2 separate regions of the Gossypium hirsutum genome follow, and region 2 is linked to region 1. A link is a contact called in public Hi-C data. All regions are on one chromosome and are shown on one strand. The core of a region is the stretch at or near the end of the contact, and the rest is flanking DNA. Distances in the headings are between cores, read along the strand shown.

Region 1 (5,157 bases), core at 359-2,858:
CATAATTACAGGTAAAAAAGTAAGATGAATCAGAGAAGCAGGACACTTTTATAGTCTAGGCAAGCCATAGGGCAATGTTTTCAATTTAAAGGACCAAGATCTCACTTCACAATGACAATAGTCTTGTAGACATTCAATAATTCAATCTGTAGACTCCATTTGAAAGACTCTACCCTTTCTCTTATACAAAATAAATAAATAAATAGAGAAACATATCTTAAATCCTTCCTCTTAAATTGATTCTTATAAAGTTGAACTGTAAAGTTCTATAAGCATCATATTCAATCACAAAGCATCATTTCTCATTTGGTTCAACAATGATTAAATTAACCCACGTTTTTCATGAACTGAAAAATTAAAACAGAAGCATAACATACCTTCCCAATACACTGCCCTACCCAGGGGCAATGGTGATCGAAACGCTCCACACAATTATTGCATATAGAGCAATGTGAGCAACGTGGTGGACGGTATAGCATGCAAGTTTGGCAGTATTTAACCTTGACAATCACCCCATTAACCACAACATCTTTGGTAGGTGGTAAATTAGGAACACCAGCACTGCTCTGACTCCCTAGCCAATCCGTAGACATAGTGGAACCATCTTCCTCCAGTTCTGGAGGATGGGAGTTTCGTGGAATAATGCCAGGATCTCTCCCGGAAGTGAGGAGCAGGAGAATAAGATCCTGAACTAGTTTCACACCCAAAACAATGTTAATTACAAAACAAACCCGGAAAGCGAATAGAGATTTGATTGGCTTTATGGAAGAGGAGAACTTACATATACGGTTAGGAGAATTAGAATAAATATAATGAGTTTGCCAAGATGTTTGTCAAATGCGTAAATGATTCTTCGAGAAACGAAAGCGCAAAATAATAAGACCGGGATCACAATCAGAGATATCGTAAGGAAGATTGACCTTACATCGGGACCGAATATCACTCTACCTCCAAGGAAAAATTTCTAGGGAGAAAGATTATTAAATTGTTTAACTGCAAGAAAACATATTAAAAGTAAAAAAAAAAATTGGGAAAGTAGTAAATTACATTGCTTCCTTTCCAAACTTGATAGACTCGAACGTCAGTGGCATTGTTGTCGATGACACGGCGGTCGAAAACAGAGAGCTGAGCCGGGAATGGAGCTCTGTACATTTCTTGAAACCAGAACCTGATCTCTATCTATAATAATTTATCTATCTATCTACCTATGTCTTTTACTGCTATAACATTTGTCCCTCGGCAACTCTGAAGTCAATAACAATTTTTCACATTATTATCATTCTTTTTGGAGAAAGATAAAAGAGTTCTTTTTAAAAAAATACCTGGAAAAAAAAGGGAAATGAAAGAGGAAGAGAGAAAGTGTCCAGAGTAGCAGGGGAAAGGGTAAAATGGCCAAAAGATCGATGTCCGAGCAGAGCAGGGGAGATTAGAATCTCTCTCCAAAAAGTTTAAAGCCAAAAAAGTTGGGAAAAAAGGCCAGCAAAGATGGTTACACAGACAGATAGACAAGGAGAGATTGGGATTGCACATTTCGCTCGCGTGGCGATTTTTCGCCAAACGAGTCGGATCATCGATTTTGACGACTATTTGTTGCACTCCTTTTCCTTTTCTCTTTTTTCCTTTTATTATTATTATTTATTTTACTTGCTGTGTATACAATAATGAAAAGACTTTATACCACGACCTGGTCTTCGACTCTTCGCTGGAGTGCCAAATGAATCCAAATTCTAAAACCCAATTCTAAAAAGGTGAATTTCCTGAGAGGTCACTCTATTATAGGGGCCTGATCAAATTAGTCCCTAAAATATTAAATGGATCAATTTAATCCTTATATTATTCAAAAGAATGAAATAAGACAAAATTGGAATAGAGTTAACATTACTTCCTAAAAAATACCATTTACCGTTTAATAAAATTAATATTTTTAAAGTTTTTATGATTCTATAAATGAAATCTTTTATTTGGAATTGAACTGCAATTGAAAATAATATTTTTCAAGATACTTTTTATATTGTAAATGTTAACTCTATTGCAATTTGGATTTATTTGATTCTTTTTTAATAGCATAGGGGCTAAATAAATCCATTTAATAATAGAGGGACTAATTTTATCCAATCCTTATAATATAGAGACCTCCTCGGTACTTTAACCATTCCAAAAACTTTATACTTGAATTCCATAGTTGTTGAATCTGAGTAGAAGCAGATCAAATCGATCGAGTTGGGTATTAGTCAATACATTCGTTTGAAATAAGGGAGAGAACTTGTTAATTTGTGAACCAATATAAACCAATTGAATTAGGATAAAAAAATTGATTAAACCGATGATTGAATCGAGTTTTATAATTTTTAATATTTTTATTTATTATTTTTAATAATTTATTTAATTGAAACTTGATCAATCAAATTAATTACATCAGGAATTGGTGGCATGACTGATCCAATTTCAACACGTTGAATTCATTTAAATATGATTTGATAAAAAAATTAAATTTGAAAAAATCAAATTGAAAAGGAATTAAACTCGAAAAATTTGAATATGAGATTCAATCAAACCTTAATTTGAATTGAATACTAAGAACAAAATAATTAAATTTTAATTAAATATTTTTATAAAAATTTTCATTATTAATTTTATTCTAATATTTTTAATAAATTTATTAAAATATATATTATAAATAATATTTTTTTAAGGAATTGAGATTACCATCAACACAATAATCACAAAATGCTTTATACTATTAGGGGCATTTGATTCAAGGAATCTTACATTCCTAGATAATGTAATATTTCTCAATAACATTATGTTGTTTAGATTTTAAGATTAACATTAGCCAATAATCTTGCATTCTCAATAGTGCCAAGAAACTTTGGGTACTAAAATCTAAAGTTTAACTTTGTATTTATATGAGGAAGAGTATTGCTCAAGGTAAATGTAATGCCCCAAATTTGATAAATTTGTTTCTATGAGTTTCTATTGTGTATTTGCTTTAGTGGTTAAGTGTTCTGAGTGTGTGTGTGAGGTCCCAAGTTCAAGCCTTGCATTTGAAAAATTTTGGCTTTTTCCTAAATTAAGCCTTAACTTCTAGGCAGCAAGCTTATATTAAACTATTTGTAATTTCATATTAGAATGGGTCTGCTAGTCTAGTAGTTAAGTGGTGTGACTGATTACTGAAGGTCTTGTGTTTGAATACCCATGTGAGCGAGAGAGTAATTCTTTTTGCTCTGGGCGTGTGACGTCTAGGGGAGTTCGATTAGAATTGAAATTCTGAGAGGTTGTTGGGTAATGGGATACTGGAGAGAATTAGGGGATACTCAATCAGTCTTGGAGTTTTCTCAAAAATCTTCTTCTCCCTCTGACGTTTTTCTCTGCTTTTCACTACCAATTTTTCGGCTTTCCATATTTTTGTTTCCATTAGTTTCTTCTTCTTGCCGCCATCTTTTTCTATTTCCTCTTTGCTACTATGATTTTCAATTTTGCTATTCGTCGATAAGAGAAGCATTGTTCTTCTGTAATTTTTATTTTTTTGGGGGGGGTTGATGTATCGTTATGCTAAGGGTTTCGTCTGGTGTTAGAAGATATTCAAGAGGCCAATGGTCTGGAATCGACGAGCTAAGTGTGCGAAACTCCTTTGTTCAAGTGAAGGTAACAATTTTCGTTGGTTTAGGAGTTGGCCGTCTCTCTGTGTTTTCGTTTAAGAATCGTTTTAAATGGCTAAATTGATGAATTATTGGTTAATTATAGGTTTCGGAGGTGTTGAGATTGCAATATCAGCAAAGTAGAACTAGGTGTGTACTCAATTACACATAAAATGAGAATCGACGAAAGCCGAAAAATGAAATTGTAGACGCCACACAGGCGTGTGGTAGCCCGTGTGGGAGGCCGTGTGGTAGTACACAGCCGTGTGGTCAACAGACTAGGCCATACGCACGTGACACAGGCGCATGACATGACCGTGTGATGGGCTAAGAGGCCGTGTGCCAGACACGGGCCCAATTAAGTGAGCCGTGTGGGCCACACGGGCGTGTGGGATTTTTAGGCCAGGCCGTGTGATCCACATGGCCAAGGCCAATTTGGGCCGTGTGGGCCCATACGGGCAAGCCACAGGGGTGTGTAAGCCTATTTTTCTGAAAGAATTCTGTAAGGTTGCACGGGTCGCCCAAGTCGACTGTGACCTACTGTAGGGTCGGTAAGCATTACCTGGACCCCTAAATGTATGATCGATTGTATGATATCTGTACTAAGCCAGATAATACGACACTAATTGTGTGATTGATTATTGCATACTAGCATTCCATTCATTGTATGTTGCATTGCATCGGGGTGGGTTGATGATTTAATGGAAGAAGTGTCTAAAAGGCTCTTAAGCCTGTTATCTGGCAACTCAGCTGCAAGTATCTGTTTATGTGCCGTGTTTTGGTACAGCATAGTGTGTAAGGATGGGTGGCTCGATCTTATCCCTACATAGTGTGTAAGGTTGGACGAAGATGGTGTGTAGAGGTTGGTGGGTAGGATTATGATATTATGTTCTGCATCTGTATCTGATTGGGCTAAAACCCTAATTTATATCTGATTCTGCATCTGAGTGGCCTAAGGCTCGAACTAATTCTGTAATAGGCTCTGGCCTCAGACTGTTTATTTCTGACTTCTGATGATTATTCTGTATGTTTGATATCTGTGGGGATTACACACTGAGTTGAGAAACTCACCCTTTTCTGTTTAATTTGTTCAGGTAATCCCTAGCTCTAGGCGAATCAGTGTAGCGGAGGACTCAACGGTGGCCACACGTAATAATTTTAGACTATTTTCATTGTTTTTTTTTGTTTTTGATATATTATTTATTTAGGGTTTTTGTTGTAATTTTTGTAACAGCCTAATTTTCAGTGGTGTCGGAACAGTGATTCGAGATCACTAAATCTGAAAAATGAGTAGGAAATATTATTAATTTAGTGAGTATAAGTTAAATGTGAAGTTAGGAAAAATTTTGAAATAGTGAATAGTGTATTAAAAAATATATATATTAAAATAATTAGAATCGAAAACGAGGTATCGAGACCTCAAAAATTTTAAATCGAGCCATAAATATTTTTATAAATATTTATGGAGTGTTAATAAGTTAGTATTAAAGTTTCGTCAAGAAATTTTAAAGTACTGATA
Region 2 (4,776 bases), core at 2,113-4,612, 210 kb before region 1:
ATGAATTTAAAATTTTAAATAAATTTATGAATTTAAATTCGAATGATTTTTTTTAAAAAAAAATCTAATCCGAAATAATTTCAACTATTGTTATTATAAGATTTTATTATTAAACTCGTATTATTAAATTAGTAAAACTTATAATAATAATAATAATAATAATAATAAAAGAAGAAGGGAACAAAAACAGCTAGCCCAAGAATATAGTATAAAGGGAAATCTAATAATAAAAAAAGATGGTAATCTTAATAATGTGAAGAAAAGTCGTCGGCAAGAACGCGTTCATTTCAAAACACGCGGGGCGGAAAAGCTAAACTCACACTTAGGTCACATTTTCGGCGGTCAATCTTCCTTTCCCTCTCCTCCTCTGTTTCTCTATATACACTGCTTTTTGTCCTCTGCTCTGAAGCTTTTCTTCTTCTAACATCAATTCTTCAGCTTCTCTACTCTCAACTTTTTGGTTATTTTCAGTGTTAAAAGAAAATTTGTTTTTGGTGCTTGCTGTAATAAAGGAAAAGGAAACTACAACATGCATGGGAAAGATATTCTTCAAAAAATGAAGGTCAGTTTAAAGTTCAATCCTTTTTTTTATTTTTATGATGCTTTGATGTATTGTTTTTGGAAAAAAAAAAGGTTTCATATTGCTTGGTTTATTTCCTAGTTTTTGAATATAGTTCTTTATTGACAAATGAGTTAAAGATTGTAATTTTATATACATTTTGGGATTTAATGCATAAATTTGCTTAAAACTTTATTTGGCTCCTGAATCAAACTATTTGTGTGTATATATATATATATATATATGTTTTGAATTTTATAATGTATTCTTATTGTTGAATTACTTCTGATTTTCTTATACAAGGCTTACCAAGGTAGATGTTAGCTTAGCGTGCTTAGTTTCTAAGAGATGATTTTTTATCCTTAGAATGTAATTTATGAACTATAAGAATAGTATATCTTTTGGGGATAAATAAATCTAGTTACTTTTATGTCGGTAACGATGTTATGTTTTCATCTGAAGGCTGGGCTATTTTCATCTGGGGCTGACACAGGGAAAGGGAAGAGCAAAATGTCAAAGCATACGACGCACGGTTTTCATTGCCTGAAGGGAAAATCAAATCATGACATGGAAGATTATGTTGTTTCTGACTTCAAGAAAAAAGACGATAGTGAGTTAGGTTTATTTGCAATCTTTGATGGACATTTGGGCCATGATGTTGCAAAGTACTTGCAGAGTCATCTGTTTGATAACATCTTGAAACAGGTAAGAGTTTAGTGTAAGAATCAACATATGATTCTGTCACTTCCCTTATATATAGATATATATATATGCACACACTTACAGGATCTCTTATGAAACATTTGTATGCAGCATGATTTTTGGACCAACATGGAGGATGCAATAAGAAGAGCTTATCGCTCCACTGATGCAGAAATACTGGATAAAGCAAAGGTTCTAGGCAGAGGAGGCTCAACGGCCGTGACGGCCATACTTATCAACAGTCAGAAACTGGTAGTGGGGAATGTAGGAGATTCTCGGGCAGTTATGTGCAAGAACGGTGTGGCAGAACAACTATCCGTTGATCACGAACCAAGCACAGAGAAGAGATTGATTGAGAGCCGCGGTGGCTTTGTATCAAACCTTCCAGGTAATACTAACTAGAACAAATACTAGCAATTCTGCAACTCCATTATCTGGTATCTGGTATCTGGAAATTGGAACTGACATATATTATCTGATCCTCACAGGGGATGTTCCACGGGTTGACGGGCAACTGGCTGTAGCAAGGGCGTTTGGCGATAAGAGTTTAAAGTTACACCTTAGCTCCGACCCCGACGTGAAAGTGGTGACTATTGATGATGACACAGAGTTCATTATTCTGGCCAGTGATGGGATATGGAAGGTTATTACTTTTGCAATTCTAGTTTCTCATGCAAATATTAATTCAATCGAGATTCAAAGTTTCTCATGTTTAGCGGATCTCGTTGCAGGTTATGTCAAACCAAGAAGCAGTGGACGCCATAAAAAACATCAAGGATGCTCAATCAGCAGCAAAGCACTTGATTGAGGCAGCAGTTTCTAAGAAGAGCAAAGATGACATATCTTGCATCGTTGTAAGGTTCCGGTGATATATTTCTTCCGATGAGTACCGAATTAATGAGAAAATGAATAGCTAAATATGTGTATACCATGCCACGTTTTTTATCCTCTTTATAGCTATAGTGATTGTTGCAGCCTACCATAAAACTGTTTGTATGTAAAAAGTTGACCCAGCTTTATAAAAATGACTACTTGAATTGTCTGCAACGTCATCGTTGATGATATGTTGTTGATTTTCAATGTTATCAAGGATAGGACCGTCCATGCCTTCAAGGCTTCCATACATAACTGAAGCATCATCATGACATGTGAAGGGTGACGATTTTGAATGGTTTCTTCCTTTAATAAAGATTGTTACAAATAAAAGGAAAAGGGAAAAGGGAAAAAAGAAAAAAGTACACTCTTATGGTGATGGTGATGGTGATGATGATGCATGTTGATGTTGTTTGTTGTGTGTGAGTGCGAGTGTGAATGTGTGTAAGACAATGAAAGGATTGATGGATGATTCTTTCCTTCATATCCTCTGCCTTTCAAGAAGTTAAATTTCCATGAATATTAAGAATATATTTGTAGAATATGTTGTGCTTATCATCCAAAAAGGAAAAAGAAAATCAATAAATTGCTAGCAAGTTTTACTGAGTACAATCCATTCAACGTATAAATATAAATACATGTTGTCGATTTATTATTAGTTTAATTGTTTTCGATATTATTATCAATATAAGAGGATATGAATTCGAGAGTATTAAAATGCAAGTAACACAAACAATTAATTTATAAAATGGATAAATTTATTATTCATGTATAGCATTTTATTTTTTAAAAATGTATTTATTTTGATGAATTAATTTGTCTCGTTATAAATTAATATAGTTAAAGTTTTTTAAAATATATATATATAAGCTTTCAAAATTTTAAAAAGAAAATTCACGTTAACATTGTTTTCAATTTCTTATTTTGAAATTAATAATTTAAATTCTCAAGGAATAAAAGTATTTATTAATTATAAAAAACTAAAAGGAAAAACTAACTTAACGAGTAAGAAGTTACTTGGGTAAGTATTTATTAATTATAAAAAAAATAAAAGGAAAAACTAACTTAACGAGTAAGTAGTTACTTGGGTACAGTAATGACTGAAACCCCTTGGAGAAGGGGAAAAGTCTCGGTCTTCCCGCCATCGTTGACCTTAAGCACCAATACAATTCAAACACGTGTAAAATTCAAATAAACCTCCCACCACTATTAATGATCCTCCATTCGAAACGAAAGATATACACGGGTCACCCAAATTCCCAAATTTCTTAGAAACCCTAAATCTTCTCTAATTGTTTATGCCCATTCTGCCCTCCCATAAAAACCGTTAGAGATATTCCTAGGGTTTGCATTTGCGGTTTGGAGGATAAGCTTTTAGACAAAGCCAAATCTTGGATTTGAGGAATGGCGACTGCGACGGGACAGGCGAACGCGAAGAGAAAGCCGGTGTTCGTGAAAGTGGAGGATTTGAAGCCCGGTACGAGCGGGCACACTTTGATCGTCAAAGTGGTGGAGATGACCCCAGTCAAGACTTCCGCCAGGCCCAACAGGTCCCGTGCTCTCCTTTCTCGACCTGTACCTCCGGCCCGGATCGCTGAGTGCGTCGTTGGGGACGAGACTGGCACCATCATCTTCACCGCACGCAACGAACAAGGTATTTATTTTTCTCTATCTATATGTATACACTAGTTTCATAGAAATTTATAGCCTCTGTATTTAGATCGATTTTATTTGCTCAGCGTTTTATTGGGTCAGCCTATATTTCATAATAAACCAAGTTGGTTGTACTTGTATAGACGTTTTGTCTTTTCTATTTCTATTTTGGGGACTATTTTAGTAGTCTAGAACAGAGTATTATTTGGAAGGAAAGAATTCTGACTGCAAGACTTAATTGAATTAAACAAGTACCTATGTAATATCATGATTTTGATGTTGGTGATGCAGTTGATCTTATGACAAAAGGTGCAACCGTGATTTTACGTAATGCTAAGATTGTTATGTTCAAGCGAACAACAATGAGGTTAGCAGTTGACAAATGGGGACGGATCGAGGTAACCGAACCTGCTAAATTCGCAGTTAAAGAAGATAATAATCTTTCTTTAGTTGAATATGAGCTTGTTACTGTTCCTGACCAGGGCATGAATTAGGGCCTTTGTTTATTGTGAGTGAATGATTGAATATATATATTTCTAGGAAGTTAATACTTTTTAAAAAGTAACCATTGGGCTTGATTCTTGGCTTGGTTTTGTGTCATGATCAGTCCTTTGAGATTGCGGTAGTACTTATTAGTATTGGACATATTTCATTGTGAAATCGAGTTTAATTCTCTTTTGCTTCTTGTTTATGTTATGACTATCATCAGCTTAAAGTTGAAAAAGTTAAATGCAATAAGAAAGCTGTTGTTCACTTTGATTTTCTCATTGGTGATATTATTGGTTTGTCGGGATGAATGCTAAATAAGTTCAGGTTATAACTTTAGAACACTTATGAAACATTTTCCCATCCAATTTCAAGGTGTTTACATCTTGGGGTTTTTTTTCCCACCTTGCCGAGATCCTTCTTTGGAGTGCTCATTGTTGAGACACGGTTGATCCATCCTACTTACCCCACTTATTGGGGTGTTAGAAACGAGATTGCCCGTA

Evidence for each region. Hi-C and Micro-C count contacts between places; a contact is called where the count stands out from the background.
Region 2: a Hi-C map of leaf shows a contact between it and region 1, with 2.6 times the contacts expected there. The contact joins the promoter of LOC107898976 here to the promoter of LOC107898979 in region 1. A contact is called at or near these places in 2 of 34 Hi-C or Micro-C datasets (both in leaf).

What each region holds. Positions count from the first base shown.
Region 1 is chrA04:81,209,339-81,214,495 of Gossypium_hirsutum_v2.1, reverse strand. LOC107898979 (probable protein S-acyltransferase 6) reads right to left here and starts at 1,608. Exons shown (of 7, transcript XM_016824559.2): 1 at 1,323-1,608; 2 at 1,048-1,245; 3 at 782-964; 4 at 378-686. The coding sequence starts at 1,152.
Region 2 is chrA04:81,418,000-81,422,775 of Gossypium_hirsutum_v2.1, reverse strand. LOC107898976 reads left to right here and starts at 3,362. Exons shown (of 2, transcript XM_016824553.2): 1 at 3,362-3,788; 2 at 4,079-4,540. The coding sequence starts at 3,539. The coding sequence ends at 4,281. It overlaps LOC107937296 (probable protein phosphatase 2C 58), which reads left to right and starts at 238. Exons shown (of 5, transcript XM_041111507.1): 1 at 238-562; 2 at 1,022-1,264; 3 at 1,373-1,649; 4 at 1,750-1,904; 5 at 1,993-2,746. The coding sequence starts at 530. The coding sequence ends at 2,130.